Regions from separate parts of the Zea mays genome. Here region 2 is linked to region 1. The links are chromatin contacts, called in public Hi-C maps. All regions are on one chromosome and are shown on one strand. The core of a region is the stretch at or near the end of the contact, and the rest is flanking DNA. Distances in the headings are between cores, read along the strand shown. Region 1 holds the start of LOC542211. Region 2 holds the start of LOC100277719 (Binding protein).

Region 1 (7,870 bases), core at 3,231-5,730:
ATCAACAGCTACATGTCCTCGCTCAAGGTCCCGACGCTGTCCGAGAACAAGAACGCGGCGTGCCTGGCCGAGCAGCTCACGAGGCAGTTCAAGGGGCAGGAGTGCACCAACACGTCCGTTCAAGGAGGCCATTGATTTTGGCCTGTCTGTATTTTTCATTCCAGGTGCAGTTTGTTTTCCTTTATCTATTTGTCTACGAAAGAGAGAATATGTTTAGGATTTCAGCAGAGAGAAATGGTTAATAAGTACAAACGAGAGTTAAAAGTTAGCAGTTTATTCAGTGGTTTTATCTTAACATTTTTTTCTTAACAAAACACCAGGAAAACAAGGAGAAATGATAATTGCCACTGTAATATATAATTTACCAATGCACTGAACCCTGACCTTTTAGGTGAAATAGACCCTCATCACCAATCTTACATGAGTCCAAGTTCAAGCACTCCAAGCTGACCAAATCTGAAAGGAGCATAGAGCATCAGAAAAGAATTAAAAACAATTTCCTCATTATGCATAAATCAATACAAAGGGACACCATATTTCTGATGCACTTCCAGAACGATCAATACAATAAGTGTGGTTTTCCAGGTTCCAGTAAACGTTGTGCTTATAGGCAATAATGTTGCACACAATGTTAGGACAAAGTGTGCAATTACCTCCTTGAAGATGTCATTCCATGCTGGCATCTGCTTTTCATTTTATCAGCATTACTTGCACATGAAAGAAACAATACTCTTTTGTTAGAAGAAGACATGGGCTGATCTGGCAGGGAGGCCCAAGCCCCCACCCCAACTGCTGGAGCACCATGGAGAGCAAGAAGAGAGGGGAGAGGGAAGAAGAGGGGCCAGGGTGCTGGAGGAGGGGGAAGGAGATGAGACACTGGGAAAAGGTCTGATTATAACCCAGGTTAATAAACCTGTACTTGAGTACAGGCGCAGAATGAAACACCAAGCACATGGCCTTACAATCTGTAGTACAAATCCATTCAAAATAAGTGTCTCCCTTGTTTTTCAAATCCACAAACCACAAGCAAGAAAAAGAACAAAGTTGTCAGTACTTCACCAGTTGTCAGTACTGAATCCACCTCTGTAACTTCTTTACCATCTACTGATAAAGTGAAATCATCCCGGACGGCCGCTAGCTTCTTGTCGTAGCAGGGCATCACAGTGACATGATGTACATGATACGGCCTACATACCCCTTTAAGGGCTATAGTTTCTAAAATAAAAGAAATACACATGATATACATGATATGTAGCTAAGGCAGTATTACAACTAAATAAATGCTGACCTACGTGTGTACTGATATGAGTACTCATTTGGGGCAGGATGAACAAGGGTTATTGTCTTTCGAAAATTGTCACTGGTTATGCTTTTTCTGTGTTTATTATTGTTTGGAACTGCACCTGTAATATGAACGCTTACTGTCACAATATTGCTAGCTGTGACTTAAAAGTATCACCATGTATTAAACTGGACTGAATCTGTGTAAAAGAATTAAATTCATGTCTGAATCTGAATCTGAATTCATGTCCTACCTTTCTTTGTCCAAACAGTTTCGTCTTCTACCTTTCACCGCTGCCAACTCCGCGGGCCTCTGTGATTTATTTGTGAATTAACTGCTTTGTGCATTCATTCTATCATTTTTCAGCTTTAAGATCGGAAGCTGACGTCGTTTGTCTATTATTTTTAGATCAAAATTCAGTGCGTTTATTGGCTGTTGAAGGTTGTGCTGCTCTTGGTAAATTGTTGGAGCCACAAGATTGTGTAGCTCACATTTTCCAGTCATTGTCAATTTCTCCCAGGTACATTGCTCCCATGTTGTCTCGTAGTTCCATTTTGCAGCAAGTAATTTGCTTTCTTTGTGGATATATTATTGGGAGTCATGTTTTTAGTTGCTGCAAGTGCTTTGACTGTACTACAAGTAGGCAATATTTGCTTTGTTTCAGTATTATTTGCTTTGTTTAATACACGGTGGTACTACAAGTAGGGAAATTGGAAAAGAACAAGGAAAAGGAAGAGATAAGACTGGTGTGTAAGAAAAACAGAATGAAGTATCATGTGTTGAGGAAGAACCTTGAATCTTCCATAAATTTTATAAAGAAAGGGTGGCATAAAGCTCCCTTAGTAGTTGAGTGGTCCCAGAAACAACTCAATTTAAATACTGCTCTTATTGCTATTATTTTCAAAGCAAAATTTACAAAATCCATTAAAAGAAGAATATAGAAAACTCAAGTGACCTGACCTACAGTTGGTTGCTTCCAAGATAGATATCAGAATTCAGAGGTGGAGTGATAAAAGAATGCCGAGGTAAGGGCTGTAATTTGTGTGATCGTTTTTATCACTCTTTTTATCGAATTGTTACATCCAGAGTCATCACTGTACTCTAAGGTCCCGTTTGGTTCCTTTAGTCCAGGGACTAAAGTTTAGTTAGGAGACTAAAGTTTAGTCCTACCATGTTTGGTTCTAGGGACTAAAACTATTCAAAACACATTAAATGAATCATAAGGGGACTAAAATACCCCTTTTAGTCACCATTCGTGCTGATATTTTTTGGTGTTCATATAGATCGAGGATCCAACAGATTTTTTGAAATAGCTGCACAGTAAGCATAATTACACCAATATATTTTTGCCTACAGTTTGATGAATGTTGTTCATCGCCTATGACATGCGAGCAATATGTTTGAGAACATGTTCATTATCAGCTTATCTGCATTTATTTACCTAATTACATGTTGTTCAAATGGCTGTTTAATTCATTTAGTTGAAAATATATATTTTTTTGTTCAAATGGCTATTTCAGTATCATGCTTTTTACTTCACTCTAATTACATGTTGTTCAAATGGCTGTTTAATTCATTTAGTTGAAAATATATATATTTTTTGTTCAAATGGCTATTTCAGTATCATGCTTTTTACTTCACATGAGAACCTCATTCTCCTCCAAACCAACAGAGGCACCTGTTAGATTTGTTTATCCCTAGATTCTTTCGTGCCAACTATTTATTTGATTTGCTGCAATTTTTAGGGTTTAGGGTTTAGCTCTGATCATATTTAATGTAGTGCTATGGGTTCTGTAACACTATTAACTTGCCAACCAAAGGTGGGTGTTTTTTAAGCAAGATATGAATACACAGGTTTTTATGAGGAAGCTACCACAAATTCTTTTAGTAGATTTCGACATAGAGGACTTGTGCCTGGATCAACTTACTTTATAAGAGGGGCTGCAAAAGATAATCTTCGGTTTGCACCAGTTGAGCGTGCTTCATCTGAATATTTGTCAGTTAATGTAAGACTAACATAAGCATGGCAGATCTCCTGCGCAGGTGAGGTTACCTAGAAGAAGCTCTTCAGTTCATTGAGAACATGTGATTTGACTTGAGCGTTGCTGCCTGGAGCGTGCTACTCAACTCATCTCGAGTACACGAGAATGCCTGACTAAAGTCAGTTCACAGCGTCCTGTTTGCTCAAGCTTGACCCTGGGAACCACCGCAACTGGGTTGCTCTGTCAAGTGTGCATGCATCAGGGAATGACTGGCATGAGACCTAGACAGTCAGTGAGAGCATGATCAGGGAGTGTGTGAAGAAAGAGCCTGGGTGTAGCTAGGTTGAGTTGTCTGATGGTGTTCATGTTTTTGTAATGGCCGATCAGTCTGATCCTGAACTATTTCAAACGTTACAGAGTCTTGATTCTTTGAAGGAGGATAAATCGGTGATGCCTTAGCAAGTTTCATAGAAAATATATATTTTGCATCACAACTGTTTTGTTGGTGGTTTAGATCTCACCGCATGTTTTGGGATATGAAACTAAAATTTATTCAATTTCATCCTTGCCATTGCAGTGTGTACCGGTGTGAAATTTTCTGAGCCCAGAATCCATATTTCAGTTTGTCCTTTAATTCTCGCTTGGTTCTGCTCCTCGGACTTTGCAAAAGTAGATTACTAAGGGCTGAGGCTAAAACCTCCTAACCCCCCAACCCACTTCATAGTTGTGTTGTTCTTGGCCTGCTGCTACAACACTTGGACATACGGACGAATCTTCACTGCTGCGGACACGGACCCAACGATCGTTAGTTGAAAACTTGTGTTCTCACTGTGCCCGTGGCCGGGGCCCTAAGCCCGTTGGAGGCCCACAATTTTGTGTTCTGTGGCATCGCACGGGCATGTACCTAGTATTATTATATGTTACCATTGCAACGCACGGGTACTCACCTAGTAGAACTATTAGAGCTACTTTTATGATCGCTCGCTTCTTAAGATCGTAGCATTAACACGGACCGGCGAAAAAAAATTAAGACTACGTGATGGATGAGACAACAGATTTAACCCTTCTAACTGCGGGACCCACGTGTCATACAAAGGCTTCTTTCCCTTTCTTCTTCGTTCTTCCGTTCACCGTTCTCCGCCACCGCGGCCCAACCGCGCCGCCGCACAGCCGCGCCGCCGCCGAGCCGCGCGTTCTGCACTCTTCGCGCCATCGCTCTCCTCGCGCCGTCGCCCGGCCGCGCCGTCGCCCTCCTCGGCCTGCCCTGCTCGCGTGGAGCGTCCGCGTGAGCGAGACAGGGAGACGGAGCAAGACGGCGTCTCGGTGGGACGAGCGCATTCGGCCGATTTGAGAGAGCGAGCTCGTCCATTCCTGCAGTGCGCGTTCGCATAGTTAAACCCTTGACAGTTCCCCTGCCCCCGCCTCTATCCGGCGCGCCGGCCTTGCAGCCGCCAACATCGCCATGAAACCCTCGCCGCACTTCCCGGAGATCGGAAAGAAGCCTAAAGGTACGCCCACCTTCCTCCCTCGGATGCGCTCACGGAATCCCTTGGTTTCGCTGAAAATAATAGAGATTCCATCTTGTACGCAGATTTGATTGCTAAGGACCACACATTTAACATCGCGGCTTACATCTCGTCTGGAGCGGTACGTGCATCTCTTTCCTCCTCTCCCAGATTCCTGAGTCCTTTACTTTTGCGTCTCGATTAGAGCTTGACTCAACAGCTAGATTTGGGGCTAGGGTTTTGCTCTATTTTGGGTTTGTTGGGGAATGCTATGCTAATTTGCTTGGATAAATTAGTGTGCGCATTAGCACTAGTTCTTTGTTGCTCAGTAGGCCATGAAGCTAGTGCCGCCGGTGGTGGATGGATGTGCGCGGTTTCTGTTCTGATCTTCATAATCAGTACTGGCTGGATTACTTGCTGTTGTTGCTCCTGCTGATTCTATCTCTATGTCACAGTAGTAACTAGTAACTGTGGGGGCAAGGCATGGGGTTTATCTGCACTGGTAACGTCCTTCCGCTTTGGTGGTATATATGCGTTATATGTTGATTGTAACGCTCCTTCAATAACCTTGTTACGTTAAGGGTTTATTTCCAGGTTTAAGTTTTCTGGATTGCTAAACCTCTGAACTATTTGTTATTTGGCATGATTCTTTTGTTCCATCAAGGCGTCAACAAATACTTCATGCTGATCTGTACACTATATTCTCTTTTTTGTTTATGTATTCTGTACCTATATGTAATTGTGTTTTTTGATTGGCCCTAGGATGTTATTGCTGCCGCGCTCCGTAAACATGTTGAGGAGGAAGCCCGAGATCTCAGCGGTGAAGCTTTTTTAAGGTTTATGGATCAGCTCTATGAGCAGATATCTAGTTTACTGCAGAGCAACGATGTTAATGAAAATTTACTGGCTCTCCGTGCTATCGATGCATTAATTGATATGCCCTTTGGAGAAGGCGCTTCCAAAGTTTCTAAGTTTGCCAGCTTCTTGAGAAACGTATTTGAAGTGAAGCGCGACCCTGAAATCCTAGTTCCCGCAAGTGAAGTGCTGGGTCATTTAGCAAAAGCGGGAGGAGCAATGACTGCAGATGAAGTGGAGCGGCAGGTGAGCTATATTAAGCTCAAATTTGCTTGACAATTATGTTTCATTCTTTTGACAACATCCGTTCTTTTAAAAGATTAAAACGGCTTTGGGGTGGCTTACTGGTGAACGAGTGGAATATCGCCGATTTGCAGCTGTACTCATTCTCAAAGTAAGTTGAATTGACCAACTTTTTGTGGCCTTTTACATGCAAATAAGCCTTCCATCGTGAAAGGAGTCACATTTTTCGTCCTGCTTACTATTATCATATATATAGTTATATACTTATATTACTAATCACTAAACATGGGTGATTTTGTGTGTAAAGTAGTGCACCATTTGTTCATTTGTTGATGCATGACTGAATTGGATATATATACCAGCACAGATACACTATATTTTTTTTCTATACCCAATCCACCAGTAGCATCTGGTCTGTAATAAGTCATGGGTGATTACATACTGCCACTAGAGTCATGGGCTATTATTTATAAGCCTAAACTTGTGATTTGTGAAAAAGATATAGGCAAAAACTATTGTACAATCAAGCTTCCCATGCAATCAAACTACCAAAAGTCATAAAAAATTATCGAAAAATTTATAGATGCATTTCGTTATTTACTCTAGCAATATATCAAATTTCAAGTTCTAATTCATTCTATGTTAAGAGATATAAATAAGAGAAAATTATAATGATATAATTTTATTATATATATATATATTAACATAGGATGAGTTAGAACTTGAAATTTGATATATTGATAGAGTAAATAATGAAGTGCATCTATAATTTTTTTTTGAGAATTTTTCATGACTTAGTTTGATTGCACGGGAAGCTTGATTACACAAGAGTTTGTCCTAAAGATATATGTATGTGTGATTTATGTTGATGTATCTGAATTAATATCAGTATTACTCCCATATGCGCTACTCTCTAATTTCTACAAATCTCCATTTTCTATGCTGTAGGAGATGGCAGAAAATGCGTCAACAGTTTTCAATGTTCATGTTCCTGAGTTTGTTGATGCTATATGGGTAGCACTGAGAGACCCTAAACAAGCTGTTCGTGAAAAAGCAGTTGAAGCCTTGCGCGCTTGTCTCCATGTTATTGAAAAACGGGAGACACGTTGGCGTGTACAATGGTAAGCCTAATTTTTATGTTCACATTCTTTTGCGAATTTGGTATCTATGTATCAATAAACCAGAATGTGTGTTAACTCACTTGAAATGATTAAAATGGTATGAAGATTTAATTTGAGTAGCTCATTTTTACACAATCAATAGTTTTGCATGTATAGTTTAACTTGATGAGTAGTTTGGCTGGAATCCTGTTAATTTATGGAGGACTAGCTACTGATGACATAGTGCTCTGGTTTTCTTGTTTAGGGAACTGGTTGTCAATTTGGAATTAAGTTGTGCACAATGCTACAATGTGTATAAATGAACCCAGAATTGTGTATAAATGAACCCAAAATTGGCACATAGAGTAAGTTTTTGGCAATTGGAATGTGTATTTGATAATCTCTTAAGAGTTGACCATGGTAAATAACTGAATATCATAAGAAGAGAAAAAAATTAAAGAAAAAGATATATACTAGTATAGTTCATCGAATGTTGAGAATTGCTTTGAGCTTTATTTAAAGATGAGTGAGTTGTTAGTGTTTTTGACCTTGTAGCTTCCACAGTCACTTGTAATAGAAATGTGTTTATACTTAGTTATAGAAAGTGCTGCCATAAATGATACTAATGTTGTGTTGCAGCTGTTGTGTGGTATGAAGCCATGATTGTGCAACTAGCTCTGGTGCACCAAAAAAGTCATCCTCATCAGACAATGACTTTGATGGCTTACTTCCTAACTTGCCAAATGATTAATACTTAGATTACAAAAGTTTCATTTTGTAAGTAAATGGTTCACATATTAAAATTGCAGATTGACTAGATACGAAATAGATGTAAGTTTTTAGTAACCTGTTACATGCAAGCTCATATATGATCCATACCAGTCACCCTTTCTATCTAAAGCT
Region 2 (7,870 bases), core at 2,760-5,259, 190 kb before region 1:
CCTATCCATATATGCTAGATGGAAGATGTTGGGCAACCCATATTGGCTTATTCGACTTGCTCGACGCCTGCCATCCCACCGGATATCTTACTGAGATCCCTAATCCGATGTGCTACAAGTACCTACTACAAGTAGTAGTTACCATCAAGTACACACACTCACCAATATTTTAATAGACACGATCATTTTATTTTAACCGCAAAAGTAAGTATTGCAAATAAAATATTGAAGACACATCCCTCATAAAAAATGAAAGATACTGAAATAACATATACCATCTGATTGGTTGCCTGGGCGCGCCAACGCGGACTCTTCCCGTGCGTTGACCAAGCGGCGGACGTTGTTTGGTTCCGTGCATATTTCCAAATCAGTACTGCATCCACAGCTGCAAGACAATTACAAAATACACTACCTGTTTGCATACGTGGGTACGAAGGGAGCGTACAGTTTTCGACGGACCACGCTCCAATGAGACAGGCCAAACTCTCTCACCCAACCCATCAGACCCATAATCTTTGTGTCCGGCATGACACATCCATCGAACCCAAAAGAGGTTCAGCATTTTATTTCATATGGAAAACATGAGATCACGTAGTTGCCGAATCGAGGTCAGGTCGAGCCACATTGAAAAAAAAATCAATCTACGATTAGCAAAATTAAGTAGGTTTTTGTTTTGATGGCACACAAATCACGGACGACTCATCCACGCATTGCGAATTGGTGGTCTACGAACATGAAAGCGGCAACGGGAAACAGGCACAGTCAGGCCGTCGTCGTGTGCAGTGCACTGCAACCAAACCAGACATGAGAGCGGCAACGGGCATGGTCCTGACGACCAGACGTGACCCCGAAGCCCGGGACGGCAAACTCCCCCCGACGTCGCATCCGGCGGCGGTCGCCATCGCGCACTACTGACGCCCGGTGATTCTGTAAGCTGTTGATGGTGGTAGGCATTGGGATGGGTTTTTGGTTTTGGCACTTGGTAGTAGGGATGCGTCCTTGGTCGGGGCGGTGCGGGATGGCAGGCGCCGGGCAAGTCGAATATGGGTTGCCCAACACAGCTTCCCATTATCCGGTGCGGTTGGGGAGGTGCCTAGTGCCAAGGGGGCGCCACCAAACCAAAGATCACATATTCACGGTAGCTGCTGGGTGCTTTCCAGTTCTACCAACTCATTCACATACTTAGAAGGTGTTTGGTCTCCTTAAGTAAAATTTAGTTCGTGTCATATCAAATATCTGAATATTAATTATAATTACTAAATATATACTCCATTAGCTTCAATAAATTTGTCTCGTAACATCGTCTTTATCTGTGTATTATGATTAGACTATACTCCATCCGTTCCAAAAATAGGAACTGAACGATTTAGGGTGCGTTTGGTTGGAGAGTCAACTAGAACGGAACAACTCCATTCTAGTTTTTGAGAATAGAGCCGTTCTATTCCGTGTTTGTTAAACAGAACAGAGTTGCTCCATTTTTTTTGTTTGGTTGGAGAGTAGAATAAAGTGAAGCCACTTCGTTCTCTGTTTGGTTGGGGAGTCATACGAGTGTAGATGGTAAGAGAGGGAGTAGAGCGCTCGCGTCCGGTTGTTTTTTGTTGAGCGGGAGCATTCCAACTATCTATATTAAATTTCTATATGTAGACTCCAAGAACTATTATGTTCCTCTTTTGTGGAAACCAAACATCCAAAAAATAGAAATAAAGTCGCTCCATTCTTCTACACTCCTCAACCAAACACACCCTTAGGGTTGATTTGGTGACAAAAGAATCACGGGAGGATTTGACGAGATTAAGCAGGAAATGAACTAATTTCTCTCTCGATTCCCTCCAATCTCCCATTATCTCTCATCACTAAATCAGCACTTAGCGGAACCAAACCCCGCCCTTATTACTCAGTAAAACTTGGAATATACCTCGTAGGCTTCAGTCTCTGAATCTTCTGCTACCCGAGTTGTCTGCTAGTCGTAGAGGCAGAGCAGATGTAACCAACGAGCGTGACGTGTCACCGTTCTGAGGTATACATATACTACCAGTACGCACCCAGCACAAGGAAGCATCACGCCTTACGTGGGAAGCTCGACTTCGGTTGACCTGCAACTACTGGGTACTACAATCATTGATCAGATCATGCTCGACGATCCTTCCACATTTTTTGTCCGGAGCGAATCACGGGAAGCGAGACGTATTACGTGACAATAAAATAAATAGAATGAAGGGCTGCTAACGAGGCCAGCTTTGCATTGTGACGTATACTAGTGGCTGTTGACTGGTACTAGATTAAAGCTACAGCTGCTGCAATCTATCTGTAGAGATAAAATACTGTAAAAAAAAGCAGAAGCCGATCAATTAAATTCGTAGCGAACATGACTACCTCTAGACACAGTATCTTGCGTATCAATAGCAGTATTGTATTTGCGTATCAATAGCCTTCAAGTTTCGAACACGACTCTCTCTAGACACACTAGTAGTATCTCTGTCTCGGTATTAACTTTGCCCATTTTATATTTTATAAAACTGTAATTCTGTAGGATTCAGAAGAAAAAAAAATGTTACGATTCTCACACGAATTCCGCATACCCTAAAATATGTGGATCCGGACCAACCAAGAATCACCGCTATGTACATTACATATATATACACCGGTGGGTTTTCGATTAGAAATATATTGCTAGACTAAGATCCTGTTTTGGAAGCAATCATGTTTTTAATAAACCAATTTTTATTTTTAAGCTAAGAGTGGCTAGTTTCTTGGTTTTAAGAAAACTACCAGGTGGTTCCAAATAGGCCCTAAATTGATTTTATTGTTAGAGGGATTTATAGAACTCGTTAGTACCACAAAACTTTGATGTACATATATGTATGGCATGGTTGTTGTCTATGTACAAATAAAGTAAATACTATTGTTTTACTAGTAGTGATATAGTAGAGAAATTTTGAATTTCTTGAAATAATTTTACATGCGGTTATTGAATGAACGTGCCATTTATACACTAGTGAAGCTCGTGACCTTCACCTAGCTACTTTTTACACTGGTGGAATTCCTCTAAAAATTAACAGCGAGGATATGTGTAGAACCGTCGGCAGAGAGTTTCATTCTGTACTAGTGTTCTTCGTTCCAAATCCTTGGGGAACAATTCACAGGTTCGAAGTACTTGGTACCGGAATAATGACCACCTGAAACTTTTCATCCGACATGCAAATTCTGTGCGCTACATGAAAGCGAGATTCTAGCGTACACGAGCCTTGCATGAGGCAAGGAGAGTAGACGGAGCGCGCCAGCAGGGCCGGCCAGGCTCCCAGCGCGCGTGCGTGCCAGCGCCCGTCCGTCCCCGTCGTCATCAGCTCCTCAGAGCACCGCGGGCAGCCGCGCGGCGGCGACCACTGGCCCGGCCTCGCCGCGCGCGAGGATGGACCTGTAGATCTCGACGAGCGCCTTCTCGTCGTACTCCCTGGTGAGCGGGCGCGGCCGGGCGAACGGGTCGGCGGCGGTGCAGTAGGGCCCGGCGCCGCCGTAGCCGGCCACGGCGGCGGAGGACGCGAGGCGGAGCATGGCGTTCACGTAGGCGTCGCGGAGCCGCGCCAGCAGCCGCCGCGGGGAGAGCGCGCGGAGGAGGCGCCGGCCGAGGACGCCCGCTCGCCGGCGAACGCGCCACCCGCGGCGGCGCCGACCACCCGCTGGCTGAGGATGCGCCTCGCCGCCGCCAAGCTCCGCTGTAGGGAGGCGCGGGCGGCGCTGCGCCGCGGCCGCGTCGATCCGGTCGTAGCCGCGGCGCTTCCAGTAGCCCTTGATTCCGCCCTTGTAGGCCGCACCACCGCCGATGGCCCTTGGCATGGCCGGTCGGTCGGGGGCTGCTGCTTGGGTTCTTGGAGAGGTTGGGCTGGCCTGGCGTGTTCTGGTGCTGAGCTCGCGAGCTGTAGATGTGCAGAAATGGTCGGGAGCTGGGGGCTGGGGGCCGGGTGCCCGGGTCACATGTGCAACGCCGAACTGGGTGCTGAAATGCTGAGGAGAGGAGGCCTAGCGGCTGCCGCACTTATATCAAGCTACCAGTCTACTGTCTACCATCCCATACAGTACTAGTAAACAAAGAAACAACCCATGAATTAAACAATTACTATATGCCCGTGCATTGTAACGTGGGACAATTGTATACACATAGGTCATTGTTTAGTGATGCTATCAAGAATCAACTCAACAATCATAACAAATGTCGAAATCTGCCATTTTAAACGACCAAAATTTAGTTCAATGTAACTATTAATCAAAATAGGTAAACCCTAAGTTGAATACATAATATGATGATATACCATGACCTCCGTAGAACAATTTTGTATTGTAAGATCAAAATTATAAAAAGGGGATCCTAAGGCTATCGAAAGGAGATGGTGAGTTGTGACTATCAAAATTATTTTAGCTTACAAATATGGTCCTCTTATCTTTTTTGTTGTGGGGAAATGTGTTTTGACATGATTTCTACATTAGTTACATAAAGACAGGTAGCCATCAAAACAAAGCAATCATGCTGAGAGCCGACACACGCAATGGGCACATCGACACCACAAAGGCACAAATGATAAAAAAGAAACAAATTAGAGAAAGGCACAAACCTGAGAACACGGTGGTGCTGGTGGGTGTGGCCGGTTGGGTGGTGATGGGTAGCTGCGGCCTCGTTGCGGCGCTGGCTGATGGCGGCCTTCTCGGCGGCCTCGTTGCGGCGCTGCACCTTGACACAGCGCAGACGCTTCCGGTTGCCCCACTGTAACATCAGGTCGCGCTTGGCAGCGGTGCCGCCGCCGCCGCGCGAGGAGCCCTGCGTGTGGTAGTGGTTCCTCGCCTCCTTCATTTCGCGACGAGCTGAAATTACATGTAGAGGAACTGAGGAAAGGATAAAATGCTGGCAAAGTTTAGCTCATAATATATTAGGTCATCCAAAAAAATTCTCAAGATCGGAGGAGACATCTTCTTTAATTCTCTGCACAGATTGATGCAAAGCCACGCTAAGGAGGAGAAACTGAAAGGTAGAAGACCGATTGCAAGGGGACGAGCCATCGCCGAATTTTAGTTTGATTTTACCCCCCAAAAGTTTTTTAAAAACAGATAGTGAGGCAACCATGTAATTTGTATTGGAGAGCAACTGACAATATTTAGAGAAATAAATACATAATATGTTGGATATAGCTAGTTAAATGGTTAGGATGACATTTCACTATTAAAACCAACAACCAGCGCCATCTTTTGCGTAGATCAAACAACCACGTCAATTTGTTTAAGCAAACTGTTAACTACTATGAATCTACCTATGAGGTTCCCAACTATATAGTTTTGTGAATCGAGGACATGCTCGGTTGGACGAACCATCGTGCTAATGTTGATGCCGGAGGAATTCACCAGAGCTTAGCTGACAGAAGAGATAAAGTACAATCCCAGTCAAGCACGCGAGTCAACTCATCAAGGAACATTTTGCTGCCAGTGAGGCCATCTTGAGAAGCGACTAACACACTGAGGCTACTGGCACCTCCGGTATGACGCTGCTAGTAAAACTTATTTCACCCTCCTATAAGAAAGGGAAGAGACAACATTCTTTCGTATAAGCAGACATAGAGCCAACATTCTTTCGCATAAAGTTCTGAACCGAACTATTTTAAAAATTGACTTGCTAATTTGCACATGGATATATATTTCATTATGATGTGAAAACAATTTGCAAGTATGTGTGATATGTTGTTTTACTAAATGACTTGACCAATCTATATTTTCGGTACAAAACGACTAAAAATTAGTTATCATAGTTATAATTGATATTAAACGCAAATAAAATCATATAAAGTATCGAGGTAGCAAACTCACGTAAAAAGTATCATGTTTGGCCGGAACACGACCCGGTTTTAATTTTTCCCCTATTTTTTTAATAAAAGTCTATATTATACTTGAGTATAAAATATAAAACGAAAAATATATGTGTCATGTTGGCTAGATAGATGTGACTTTAAAGCAAACAACCATGGTTCAAATGACATTCACATTTACATACTTGTACGGATGCACACATACAAGTTTTGCATGGAGCGAAAGGATTGCATGCAGACTGGGTGGTTGCATGGGTGCCACGTGGGGACGAGGATTGCATGCACTGCATGCGTAGCCACGCGCGGACGAGAATTGCATGCGCGTATAGGAGGGAGTGGGGGCACGGCTATAGTCTACATTAGACTCTTAATAATTAGTAGAGATTAGGTGCTTATTTTCGGCCTTGCATGCTCCACAGACCACAGTCCACACACACTAGTACTGCTACTGCACAAAAGTACTGCAGTACTCGGCTTTAATTTACCAATTCTCTTGTCTTTTTGGCAATTTATTATTTTTGTACGATTCTCTGACATATAGCCCCGCCGTTTACCGATGTGCTAATAAGCGAACTTTCTTGGCGTGAGGAAAAGGCACTCAATTCACGCAGCTCTTTACTTGTAAAAGCAGTGTACATGCATGATGAGCTTCTTCCTCCTTTAATTACTGTACGATTACGTAGACGGACGTACTCAATCATTAGAGAACATTTGCATGGTTTATGTTCGTTGATCTCAATCATTACCGTTAGTTTTATGATGATCGTGAATCCAAATTTATTTTCAATCCTATGCATGGCGGCTAATAAGTAGGTATCAATGGAACCCTACGCAATGGGACCTACTCCATCCGTCGGTCCACATAAGTTAATCGTTTTAGATTTCTCTAGGTCAAACTATTTAAACTTTAGTCAACAATTTATAAAATTAAATTATTTTAAACTAAACGAATTAATATTATTATGATAGTTCAAGTAACGATGAATCTAGATATTTTACTTTTATGTTATAAAATTTCTTACATATGAAAGTCCGTTTAAAACAGGCTCTATCTAGGTGTCCACGTCGCCTTATTTAATATTTGTCGTCGGATCGTATAGCAACTAGGGTTGAAAACGGACGGAAAAAATCTTGTCTCGACCCGTACCGTTTTCTACATTTGACCCGACCGTTTCCGTATTTACGGAAAAATATGGAAACAGGACGAAAACGGAAGATGGCTTATTCCGTCTGTTTTTTGCGGGATCCCGTTTTTTCCCGGATTGAACCCGTATTTATTCCGTATTTGATAAATATGGGACGAGCCTAATATGCATTAGTATATAAACTAAATCCTCGTGTATTTAGGTGACAAATTATAGTACAATTGTCCATTGTAACCACCGGCTCTTTTCAAATGACAAGTGATTTAAAGTCTTAAACAACATCGGATGTAGCTAAATGTACACATTTAGCAACCAAACAACAATAGAATGTTGCCTCTCTATATTTATTTGTTTTATATTATTGTTCTGACAATCAATCATTAGTCAAACATCAATAACATTTATATTTGTATTAAATTATGAGTTTTCGTTAGTATTTCCGTTTCCGTTCGTTTTCGCAATTCCGTTTATCCCGCTCTCGTTTCCGTTCCCGACTATTCCGGACCCGATCCCGTTTCCAATGATAAAATATGGATACGGAAATGGAAGAGGGGGTTTTCTGTCCGTTTTTATCCTTAATAGCAACTGTTGGCGTAAACGCGTCCCTCCATCTGCAGCCAGCGTATGCATCCACGGCTCCTGGAAGCTTTGGGCTTACCACCCACCTCATCTTTCCTCGTCGACGCACGGGATAAGATGCCATAGCGGTTGCCTGAGATCTGCTCCACGCGCATAGTGGTTCGCCTGGCCACGCTACTCCGCCTAGAAGCGCCCATGTCCGATCGTCGCCCTCGCCCCATTCGCCGATGCCGAGCTCCACCCCGCCCCTGTTCCGCCCAGGCCGAGCTCCGCCCCAGCGTCTGGCCCCAAGTGGTCTTT

What was found. A called contact is a pair of places that touch in the nucleus more often than the background predicts.
Region 2: a Hi-C map of tassel shows a contact between it and region 1, with 2.7 times the contacts expected there. The contact joins the promoter of LOC100277719 here to the promoter of LOC542211 in region 1. A contact is called at or near these places in 5 of 25 Hi-C or Micro-C datasets (bundle sheath, ear, leaf and 2 more).

The regions. Positions count from the first base shown.
Region 1 is chr6:150,061,963-150,069,832 of Zm-B73-REFERENCE-NAM-5.0, reverse strand. It overlaps LOC542211, which reads left to right and starts at 4,480. Exons shown (of 58, transcript NM_001111823.2): 1 at 4,480-4,772; 2 at 4,856-4,911; 3 at 5,532-5,870; 4 at 5,944-6,018; 5 at 6,816-6,988. The coding sequence starts at 4,727.
Region 2 is chr6:150,251,625-150,259,494 of Zm-B73-REFERENCE-NAM-5.0, reverse strand. LOC100277719 (Binding protein) reads right to left here and starts at 4,009. Exons shown (of 1, transcript NM_001151215.2): 1 at 3,071-4,009. The coding sequence starts at 3,834. The coding sequence ends at 3,349. It overlaps LOC100273002, which reads left to right and starts at 7,805. Exons shown (of 2, transcript NM_001147452.1): 1 at 7,805-7,870.